2 separate regions of the Zea mays genome follow, and region 1 is linked to region 2. Evidence: chromatin contacts called from public Hi-C data. All regions are on one chromosome and are shown on one strand. The core of a region is the stretch at or near the end of the contact, and the rest is flanking DNA. Distances in the headings are between cores, read along the strand shown. Region 1 holds the start of LOC100272349. Region 2 holds the start of LOC103631701 (transcription factor MYB2).

Evidence for each region. A called contact is a pair of places that touch in the nucleus more often than the background predicts.
Region 1: a contact with region 2 is called in a Hi-C map of leaf, with 4 times the contacts expected there. The contact joins the promoter of LOC100272349 here to the promoter of LOC103631701 in region 2. A contact is called at or near these places in 5 of 25 Hi-C or Micro-C datasets (bundle sheath, ear, leaf and 1 more).

The regions. Positions count from the first base shown.
Region 1 is chr1:9,343,436-9,349,540 of Zm-B73-REFERENCE-NAM-5.0, forward strand. It overlaps LOC100272349, which reads right to left and starts at 3,670. Exons shown (of 12, transcript NM_001146832.1): 1 at 3,497-3,670; 2 at 3,361-3,422; 3 at 2,499-2,549; 4 at 2,372-2,404; 5 at 1,872-1,976; 6 at 1,673-1,780; 7 at 1,495-1,566; 8 at 1,354-1,404; 9 at 711-773; 10 at 452-576; 11 at 177-372. The coding sequence starts at 3,626.
Region 2 is chr1:9,189,927-9,195,807 of Zm-B73-REFERENCE-NAM-5.0, forward strand. LOC103631701 (transcription factor MYB2) reads right to left here and starts at 3,985. Exons shown (of 3, transcript XM_008652716.2): 1 at 3,525-3,985; 2 at 3,265-3,394; 3 at 2,199-2,972. The coding sequence starts at 3,660. The coding sequence ends at 2,489.

The DNA.
Region 1 (6,105 bases), core at 2,420-4,919, 150 kb after region 2:
TTTTACGATTATCTTTCCAATTTCTTGTTCTAATTCAGACTCAACTACCAAGCTTGCAAAGTATTCGTCGTAAGCTCTTTGTTTTATTTTTAAATATTAAGTTCAAATAGGACAGATTGGTAACAAAGTAAATGGTAATCAATTAGCTGCTGTGACATCAAATTATTTCACTGCACCTCATCAAGGCTGTGTGATGTCCCAAACATGTTGCAAAAATCTTCAGAAAGATCGATTTCTTCACCGCTGCTTTTCTTCTTAGATGTGTCAGTAACTACCTTATCATCCTCTCCTTCGTAAGCAAGGAGATCGTGTTGACCATTTGGACCTTGAGGACTAGCTGAATTTAGGGTGAAGGTAGCTTGGATCCAATTCCTAGGCAAGACAAATAATACTGGAAATTCAGGCACTTGTCAGAAACGAGTTATTAGTGATACTTAGCAAAAAAGATTACCTGTTCATCACCAGCTCCAGTGAACGGTTTTCAACTTGCTTGTTGTGCACACATATCTCCTCAAGAGTAAGTCCACATTTTGAAAATAAATCTACCAGATATTCATTTGAAAAGTAATATGCACGCTGTCAAAAAAACATGTGTTATGTCATTTCACCTAAGCATTCGAAAATTAGTGCTGCTGGATAAATATGTTAATAATGTACTGAATGTCCTTGCAAAATATATCCATAGGCTACAACTTGCAGAATATACTCACCGTACCATCACCTCTGACATAGAAGTTCTCACTTATTTGTTGGCCCTTTGACATCAGTCTTTCCTACAGTTTGTTTTTCAAGAACATACACAAAACAACAAAATCATTTAGTCCCAGCAAATTTGGGTTACTAGCATCTAAATTTGGCTTAAATATAGAAAAAAATCCTTTAAAGGCAAAGGTATTAAAAATATAGTAGATAAGAACGACTGTGTGATAACCCAAGTGAAAGTATAGGTTAGAGGAATGGAAAACGAGGAAATAGGGGGGGGGGGGAGCAAGCTGCATGAAAAGAACTAAAACATGGCAACTCCGCCTATGTTGCCTCAACATAGCAGGCTCAAGCCCCGGTTAAGCAGGAGAATTGTGTTAGGCTTGGGGAACCAACATTAAACCTAGCCATTCTAATGGAGATAATGGAGTGTTTTGAATAATAAAAAAATATCTTCTGTGTTCTAAGCATGAAAAGAACATAGCGACAAGCAGGCTTATTCTTTTGTTATTTCCAAACAATCTCCTTCAACACATGATTCCAAATGTTACACAAACATACACAACCAAAAGATGGATAAATATTTTCTAAAATCATAAAGTTTCAACAATACTAATATCAAGATCTCAAGAAGTACATAAGAAATTCAACCTGTGCAAGGTCACCGAAGGCATAGTCCCGAAAAAGAACACGGCCACCATGCTGATACAGAAGACAGTATTCAGTTTACAACTAGGCCATTATGACAACTTCTGAGAAGTAAAAGGTGATCTATTGGTTTGGAGTCCTTACTTTTAAGACACTTCTAACATTCTCCAGAACTATAGGCATTTTATCTGGTGCAACTGCAGAGAGCATAAAGATCTACTTAATATGTTAGTTGTTACACTAGCAAAGAAATGTCAACTATAAGTCAAAAGATGCCACACATCTTTTATTAATCAACACATAATCAGATATAGCATGTTACCATCGTTACAATGTCAGCAGAAGAAGGTTCCACATTCTCGGTTAGTTGTTCTGATGCAATATCACAAACAAATGCATTTATCCGGTCAGCTTTGAAGTCCTTGTGTTTCTGCATATACCATTGAAATAACATCAAGCCAAAACAAGACTACGCACACTTACACATTTTAGCTCTTACTGGGAATTAGATAAACAACTACCTTGACCAAATTGACAGCTCGTGGAGAAAAATCGCAGGCGTGGACAAAAATATCTGGGTATGTAGAAAGCAATGGATAGATTGTGTTCCCAGCTCCACAACCAACCTATACATTGAACTTCACAAGAATCATACTTATGAAAACAAGAAATCACTACAAGATTTGCAAGACGCGGTCATGTAATAACGATATATGTAGTGTAAAACTGATTACAAAAACAAAATGGCATAGGTTCTGCGCTGATTTGAGCGTGGATTCCCTTAACGATACAGATACTAATCCAAATTTTATACCAAGGAGTGCTCATATTCAAATTTTATTTATTGTTACGATGGTAGTAAAATTTATGCACAGTTTGATTGTCTGCTACAGCCATACAACAGCAGTCACAGAAAACAACCTTACAGGATCATTGACATTACCAACAAAGCAAGGATACAACATACCTCTAAAACTTGCGCTAAGGGACATGTTCACGAAATAAAAAAGATACAACATACCTCTAGAACCACCTTCTTTTCTCCATCTCGTCCCTATGTTCATCAGATATCAGATTAACATTAGCTTCATGTATGTACATTACTACATTATGGCAATATTGGGTGGTTGCTGTTTCTTAATGTTTACCTTAAAGTATTTCCCCCATTCTTTATCCAGGTAGTGTCGATCCTTGAAGAACTACCGAAGTACAAGAACACAAATCAAATGCATGACAAAACAGATCTAAACAAGGACAAGTTTATGACGCGATAAAATGCTTGAAGTAGAAAATGAGACCATCGATAGCAAGCGAAACATGGTTCAAAGTTTCACAGGATTGTTCTATATCACCATAAGTCCATGATTCAGTGGGGACTTAGCAGTTTCAGGGAGTATGGCATTAAGCATAGCTAGAAAGTAAATATTAGCCATTAAATTGGTAACTATTAACACATAAATTTTTAGATAGGGATTAAACCCAAGTCTTAGAATAACCAAGACCAGCAGACTGTTTGCAGTATTCGGTGCTGGTGCACACCACCACTCATTGTTTGGGCTTCTGACCAGGAACTCAACACACCAGAGAAATAAAAACTACTAAGTCTTCAACTTCTACATACCACCTGACAGACCAAACCTTTCCAGATTCACCCATCTTCCAGAACTAGTAGCTTCTTCTCAGGACGTCTCGAGACTGACAAGTGGCACCAGTGGCACTCGGCAAACGAAAGACAAAGGTATTTATTTAGTATAAATAGGTCATGCATCCTTGCATCAAACTTTGTTCAGGGCTCAGACCTTTACTATAGCACCATATGCTACCTCGTAACGTTGCCCATATATAAACTGAACAAAAGAGTGAGGCTGCCCTCCTCGACTAATGCTTCCTAACAACTTATCCCGCACGATAAGAATATAGATTCGAAATTCAACTACTCTACTTCTCATTCTCAAGCTAAATCTGTATTATCTACTTTAAGCGAGCGAGAAACAAGGACAACAGAGTAACCTTGTCCTCGTGGCGCCTGTAGAAGATGTCCCAGTACCTCCTCGCGTCCCTCTCATACTTCTCTGCATCAAAAGAAGGCTTGTAACAGAGCATAAGGAACCCCCTACTGCCGCAACATTTGAGTTGCGTAGTCAACCTTTCCAGAACGGAGTGACGAGCCTTCCGGAGCTGGTTGAGGAGGAGGAGATCCGCGCGGTGGCAGGTTGCTGTTGTTGCTGATGCTCGCCGGCGACCATGGTGCTCGAATCGGCGGTAGGTTGCGGCATGGTGGCGGCGGTCTGGCGGATGTTCAGATGGACCCCGACGCGAGCCCTCCGCGACGACGCAAGTCTGCTGATGGTGGACCGGAAATTGGACGAGAACGAGAACGGGGCCATCCAGGATCCAGCCGTCAGGCTGCCCAACTAGCTAGGCCCACGGCCCAACGGCATCAAAATAAATGGGATACGATTGTGTTTTTTTTATTATGTTTGGTACTAGCCCACTTCATGTTTTTGCCAAAAGATTTCAACTCTAACAACGCTGCTCAAAAAACGTGGAGTTAAGGCTAAACTCTGTTGAGAACTAAGTTACCACGGATCACTAGATCTGCTTCCTTCTCTCCTGTCAGCAGTAGAGGCGCAAGGAGCTTTAGAGTACTCGTCTCCCTTCTCATAAGCACGACAGAGGAAACACACGAGACACGATGTAGGGTTGGGCATCTGGCCTATTTCTCTTCTGTATTCCATATGAGGGGGTACATGTTCTATATATAGAGACGTGATAGCCCCAGGGGCATATTCGGTATTTGTCCATATAACCCTTCATTAAGGTTTCTCAACACTCCCCCTTGCGTGAATACCGCGACCAGCACATGCCTAATTAAAACTCCCAAAAAACCCATTGGGAAAATACGGAGAAAGAGCGCATGGTGACGTATATTGCATTTACACTTTGTTGCCTCGTTAAAAACCTCATGTGAGCAACTTCAGGAAAACACACCAAGGAAAAAGAGTACAACAACTGTCATCAGGACAAATTTCGATCTTCTGGATAAGGATTCCATCGAATCTTCTACAAGGGCTAAATTTAGAAATGTGCTCCCACTGATCCTTGCAAAACCTTATCAATATGGCACAACATCTTCTTCTGCAAGCATACGCACATAGAGATTTAGCAAACGGATTGCATATCCTTGCAAATATTATTTCAGAAACTTCACCTCAACTCACTTCTAGGATACACGAGGTAAGTGCATGTATCAACGTAAATAAGCCCCTTTGACTGGTGGTGTTTGATCCACTGGATCTACATATCTGATAGAAACTTCTATAAAGCTTCACACATTGATTATCAAGTTGATGCCTCCAGGGCATACTGATATGACATTCAGTATCTCTCAATTGCGATCAATATTAAGCATTCGCTTCCCTGACGATGACATTTGTCAAAGTCTTTATACCTCGCAACTCAAACACATCCTTCAAGATATGTGTCTCATTGTTCATCTGGAATAATAAGGGTGGATGAGGCTAGGGAGCTACACCTTTCATTCTATCATACACCACAATGTATACATAATTGTGCAAAGCAAATAACTTGTCCTTCCATAGGACTTAGTAGATATTATAGTTGTAATAGTACATATTTTATATATGACTCATCGCTCCACGCGTTCATTCATTACAACTTCTATGATGGTGTAATAGAAGTCCATCAAAGATCGTAATCCATCAGGGATTTTTCATCGATCAGATATATCGTTATAGTCTATCATTCTGACATAATGGGGATATTTTGCCAGTAACACCTAAAACTTATAGGTTTCTGCCATCGGGGCTTTAGAGGATACAGTAATTCCACATCTAGTGGAAAATACCATGAGTAAATATCGTGAAATACACATGTGCTTATTCGGTGAACTTCAAGTCCTTTGGTACCTCATCTTATTCCTTTTCGGGTCTGTATGGGTCTTTATCCCTTTATAGGGATTATCAAACTTTGGTGTTTAACACAGACTTTATTTCTTCTAGAAAGGTTCCACCAAGGAGCTATAATCTCATCTAAGAGATATTCTCTCTACATAGAAGAGTGTTCATTCGTTAGGAATGTATTATTTGGTACGAGATTTATATGTTGCATATTTATAATTCAAATATATGAGTCCTCCTAGGGTCTCATGACGGATCTTCAGAATCCTTTTAACTGCATATTTTAATTCATGTCATTTGCCAGATATATTACATAGCGGAACAATGTTTATTCAACACATATGTGGGATGGGTCTCCCACAAGTCCACTTGAACCATCACATTCACCACACATTATTTCAATAGTGCCCATAAATGTCTGAACTTCAAGCTCGTGACTTTCATTTTGCAAATATTGGTTCAGCCTTGATTGCATTTTGAAAGGGAAATAGGGTTAACCTTTTCCTAATATTAATTTTGGTGGTTGAATGCCCAACACAAATAATGGACTAACTAGTTTGCTCTAGAATACATGTTCTACAGGTGCATAAAGGTTCGGCACAAACCAATAAAGGATTGAAGATAGGGTTCAAATACAAAGGAGCAAGAAACCGAGTGTGCCCTAGCCTGGCGCACCAGACTGTCCGGTGTGCCACCGGACAGTGTCTGGTGCACCAGGACTGTACAATCCCAAAACAGCCACTCTCGGGATTTAACCAGCGAGCTCCGCTATAATTCACCGGACTGTCCGGTGCACCAGCGGAGTAACGACTATCCAGCTCAACGGTCGACTGCA
Region 2 (5,881 bases), core at 2,735-5,234:
CCAGAAATCCTTTGATCACACAAGAGATAACCATAGCATCATTGTGTGGGTAATCCTTGAGCTGAAGATCCTCTTGAGAGAAGGTAATTGGAATGTGAGACCATCTTGACTTGATGAAGGGTCCTTGTACCCCTACATGTTGTACTCTTCTCTGTGCCTCCTTCTTCTGTTTCTTGTTAGCCGGCTCTGAACATGAACCGCCTGTTATCGGGAGGACTAGCTTTGGAGCCGAAGGAGTTCCAGCTTGGTTCTTGAACGAAGCCATTGTCTCAAAAAAGTGGAAGTGAGTTCACCGGAGGTGGGCGCCAATGTTGGGGACTTGTTCTCGAATGCTATGAATTAAGAACAAGGCAACATAAAATGTTAAATATCAAAGCCCTTCGTCCGCTGAAGCATTATTTCCCTGAGGATTTAATGAACTTCGGACGAAGGTCATGGATGAAGAATTAAGAAGGTTCTACCTTCGTAATCAGAAGTAAAATAATGCAAAATAAAATATAAAGTATAAAACGTTTAAAGAATATTAAGAATGAATAACATCATTTGCTCATTTTATAATATGAATTGAGATATTATAACATGATGCTTGGTTACATTTATACCTTTGCCTTGACAAAGAACAATAATTCCAGAGTAATGCGTTAGCAATTACAGGATTGCATGAACAGTAGAGGAGTATTGTTCACTATTTATAGGCACAGGACACAGCCTGTAAGAAATTACAATCATACCCCTTACAAAAGATTACAATTATGACTCAGACCCTTATGGACTAAAAAGTCATTCCATCTTTAAGTCGGTTCGACCCTTCACCTTTGGATATGCTAAAATATCGAAGCTTCATGAGCGTTAGCTTCGGTGTTACGTATAAACAGGTTTTGCCGAAGGTGTTTCTTCCTGCAGGACCTTCGGCGACGAAGCATGGTCCCAACATATAGTATCTAGTCAAAGGGTTAGTTCTAACGAAGGACAACCTACTTAAGCCTAATTGGCAGGGTAATAAGAAGTGTGCTTTCTGTGATTCAAATGAAACCATACAACACTTATTTATCAACTGTCATTATGCTCATTTTATGTGGAGACTGTTATTTTGTTGTTTTGGTTTACCCCCTCCCAGATCGATAAAGCATATGTTTGGATCATGGATGTTAGGAGTTAACTTAATGACTAAGAAATTAATTCTTACAGGTGTTTCAATTTTATGCTGAGCTATCTGGACATGTAGGAATGATCTAATCTTTGACAAAAAACCCTCTTTCACTTACTTGCAGGTTCTTTTTAGGGGTAACTACTGGCTAAGGTTTTGGAGAAAATCTACAAAAGAAGGATGAAGATAAGGATTTAATAAATGCAAGCTGCGTGTCCATGGAGACAGTTGCTATGCAGCTTTTTGCACACTTTGTTTGGCGCTTCACGAATAGAATTTGGTTTTGATGGCGTCTTTTAGTTGTTTCAGTCGTTGGGTGGTGATTTGAAATCAGTATCATGTAATAGGAGTTATACTGGCTTTCCTGTTGCGTGAGTCTGTTTGTGGATGGGAGAGTCATGGTTGTTTAGTTGGCCCTAACTTCTCTTGAAGGGAAGGCCCAAACTGTTTACATTATCTAAAAATAATTACATCTCATTTCAATATCATGACTGATTTATAATTGAACCCCAATTCAATTTTATGTCCTCCAATATCGACATCCAAGGTACGTATATTTCTTTTGGGTCATATAAAACATAGCTTCTTCTCAGTTTTGCTCCCGGTTTTAGGGTTTTTTTAGCAAAAAACACGACTAAGAATAAAAATAAGGACACCAGCAAAACCGAGAGCACCAGCTTAAAAACCCTATTTTTTATGCCTGATTCACCCGTTTAAAGAGCTCAGTCTGTGCAGATTCCATAATATTAAACCATAAATACTTGTGGGAAGATGTTAACCAAAGGTTGATAAACTTTCAATTCTAGATATAAATAGAACCTGAACTTGCAGTTCGTGACTGATTCTACAGGTGCTGTTCAGCTGTTAGTAGACAGACTGCCCGGGTAAGGTAATGGAACGCACTAAGAATGCAGACTCTGTCAAGCTGTTGTACTGACAAGGTGCATATAAAACCATCGGCATGCAATTTTGTCAAAGTAGGAGTTAGGCACTCAGCGGTTGTTGCTGTTTTTTTCCTTGACAAAATTTGAAAAGGATAAAGTGGTGCAGATAATAAATCCATGCTAAAACACGGTCTTTATTCTTGAAACCAAAGTTACATGAAGGTATTTCGACCTTGTAAACAGAGGGCCTTTTGATACAATGCCACTTGCTCATGGTTCATGGGTAAAATAAAAAAAACATGAAACATGATCAACTATTCTCGTTGGAAAATTAGCATGTCTCTACTACCACTAGCAGTATCCTTGCCTTGCAGCAGCTGAAACCTGAAGAACCTCCTCTTCATCCCGCTTTGTTTTTTTACACTGGTATAGACACGCACACGTACGTACTAGCCGGCTAGTATGCGACTCCGCTGGAGTCGTCGCCGTCGCCGCAGCCGCGCCCGTCCCCGTCCACCAGCCTCCACAGGCTATCCCACAGCATGGCGTCGTCGTCGTCGGCCGGGAGCGCGCAGCACTGCTCTGGCACCACCGGCACCGGGCTGCAGTAGCATTCCGCCGTGCTCTGCTGGCTGTCCAACATCGCCATCACGGCCTGGTGATCAGGCTCCGGCGGGCTTTGCTGCTCCAGCTGCTGTTGTTTCACCACCAGCTGCTGACTCTGCTGCTGGAGGAGCAGCTGCTGTTGTTGCTGCTCCTGCTGCAGGAGCTGCAGGCTCTGGAGGTACTGTCGGCGCTCCTCCTCCTGCTGCTGCTGGTACTGGTGCAGCAGCTGTGCCCGGGCGCGCCGCGACGGCCGGGCCTTCTTGAAGTGCGTCCGCCAGTAGTTCTTGATCTCGTTGTCCGTCCTCCCTGGCAGGCACCGCGCGATCGCCGACCACCTGCACGCGCGCGTCACGACGACGACACCGGTTCAGTTTCCAGCAAGGTTAGGCGCCGCCCACCAACGCAGAACCAGAACGCACACATTGATGTGATGAAAAAGATCGACCACCAACAGTGCCGGGAGAGGAATCTAATCCGCTACAGTGTGCTCCACACTCTAGGCTCTATCTAGTTCGCACATGTACATGCATCTCACATCATTGTATTACTGACTGGTGCATGTGTGTATACTGTATAGTATTCATCAATCATCATTGTGTACGTCGTCGCATGCGTACGTGTACGTACCTGTTGCCGAGCATGGCGTGCAGCTGGAGGATGACGGTCTCCTCGTCCGGGGTGATCTTCCCCCGCTTGAGGTCCGGCCGGAGGTAGTTCACCCACCGCAGCCGGCAGCTCTTCCCGCTCCGGCGCAGCCCTGCCGTGCCATGCCATCATCACCGATCGTCAGCAGCAACGCCGGCGCGGCGGCGAACACACACTCAAGAACCAACACACACTCAAGTACTTGCCATGTCATGCATCAGGATCACACATAAAATACATACCTGTGAGCTTGGCGACGGAGTTCCAGCTGCCCTCGCCGTGCTGCTGCACGTACTCGGTGAGCAGCCTGTCCTCCAGCGCCGTCCACGGGCCCTTCCTCCAGCCCTCCTGCAGCAGCAGGCTGCTGATCGCGTCCATGCCACCGCCGCCTTATTAGTTAAATATATATTGCCAAGCTAGCTAATCCACTGAAAACTAGCTATTAATTACAGGCTGATGAATATATTTATCTGATGATGACTTCAGCTACAGCTAGCCCTGGCTAGCTACGACTAGTAACGAGCTCTGTCTATATATTTTCTATCTCCAGGAGTATGGAACGCTGGGCTCTCTGGTTCCCGGCTTGTATGACAGGCAGGCTAGAATCTGGGCGGCCATTGCTCGCCATTTATACGAGGTCGCAAGTTGGGGCTTGGGAGCTGCGGAGCGGAGGCGATGGACGTCACGTCGTTTTCGCGGGCAGAGTAACAATTCCACTCCCACTTGGCTAAGCTTCATTAGGGTATTATTATATTCTTTCGCCTGGAAAAGAGCTAGCTCTCCCCTACTAGAATGTTGTGTGGTGATGATGCAATGCAATACGCGCGAGATGCAGCGAGTGAGCTAGTCTTGCTGAAAAGCATCTTTAGCGTGTTGCCTCATCTACCAGCTAGCTAGCTTATTATTCTATGGCAAAAAAATCCTGATCAATCATGCATTTTACTATCCTTTTTTTTGCTGAAAAAAGATCACCTTCCCTGAGATCGAGTATAATAATAGACTGTAAATAGTTTGTATGCTAAGATGAAGAAGAGAAGAAGTAAAATAAATTTGTATCAAAAAGAACTAAAAAAACTTTGTGAAGATAATAAACAAAATACTATATAAATACACTGAAAGATAGACTCTAAAAAACCTTGCAACAAACGGCAGATTGTATTATTAGTCTTGGTTATCTACACGAAAAGGTCTCTAGCGTAATGGTTAAGAATTCCTAGTAGCACCTTAGGTTTTGGATTCGATCTCCCTCAAGGGCGAATTCATCGGTGTTCGAGGGTTTTCTAGGTCAGAACCATGGTCTCTTCTTAATATAATAATATTAAAGGGAGGGTCCGGCAGAGTGTTTTTTAGTCTTGGTTATCTACAAGTCAGAATATATATGTAGCCTTTCTCGTGTACAATGAATGTCGCTGTATAAACTATGGGTAGAGCGTATATTTAGATATGGTGTTGCTGGTGGCTGTATATACTAGTTAAGTGATGGAATGGAACCCATCAGCTAGCTGGTTTGTAAAGTACTAGTAGTATATCCTGGGTGTGCAAGTCCCTGGACAGTGGGCCCCGTGCAGAAGAAGCAAATGATCTGCCAGAAGCTGATCGAGGGAACGCAGGGTACGTACTTAATTTAATCGTTATGAGATTGCCTGTCCTGTCCCTGTTCCTGAATCACTCGCTGGATGATTACCAATTTCCAGGTGCACGCATGCTGAAGCAATGCAAGCTGATGATCGTCGGTGTCCAAACACACTGCGAAGACTGGGGACTGAGCCACACCACTGAAAGTCTGAAACTGAAGGGTCAAATTAAACGAAAAGTCAAGTCGTCGCTACTCGCTAGTAGACATGAACATGATTGCAAGTGGAGTGGACGATCTCTCTTTTCCACCAACACGTAGGATCGTCAGGAGTTGAAGCGGTTAAAGTCGTGTAAGCATGCATGATCTCCGACGGCCGATGCTAACGTTTGCTACTACTACTAGTGGTAAATACTCACCCGTTTAGGTCAACTGAAAACGGGTAATTACCGGCAACCGAAAGTGTCCTAACTACTCCTATATAACCGCGTTGTTAGACTTACAGAGCTAGCTCTAGCTAGTAGCTCAGCCTGTTCCGTCCAGAGTAGACTTCGGGTCATGAACAGCTCCAGTATATGATTAACTAACTAAAGTCAATGAGCTATAGGGACACACAGTCTAGTCCATATACTGTATTAAGAAGTAGCTAGGAGGTCGAACTATTGAAAACGACCTGCAGCTTGTTGACAGGGCCTTGATTTTGACAAGAAGCTGCTCAACATCGTCTGTGTGTCGTGTTTATTGTACAGTGTAGACCATTTTCAGCCAAGCTATCGTCTTTCGCTCGTATTCGTATATACTCGATCTCTCAAAGAAAGGAGAAGCTTCTCGTTTCATTTGACGATAACACATGACCGCACTACTCGTAGAGACATCGATGGTGTGGTCTCCAGCATTACGTCTTGGCCAATAATAACTTGAGAAAGTATTGTTTTAGAATAAAGTTGAGTCGGGAGCGATATTCTTTGACCTCCGAAGAGCATACAGCTCTAGATAGCTTTGGCTTTAGGGCGTGTTTGGTTTGTA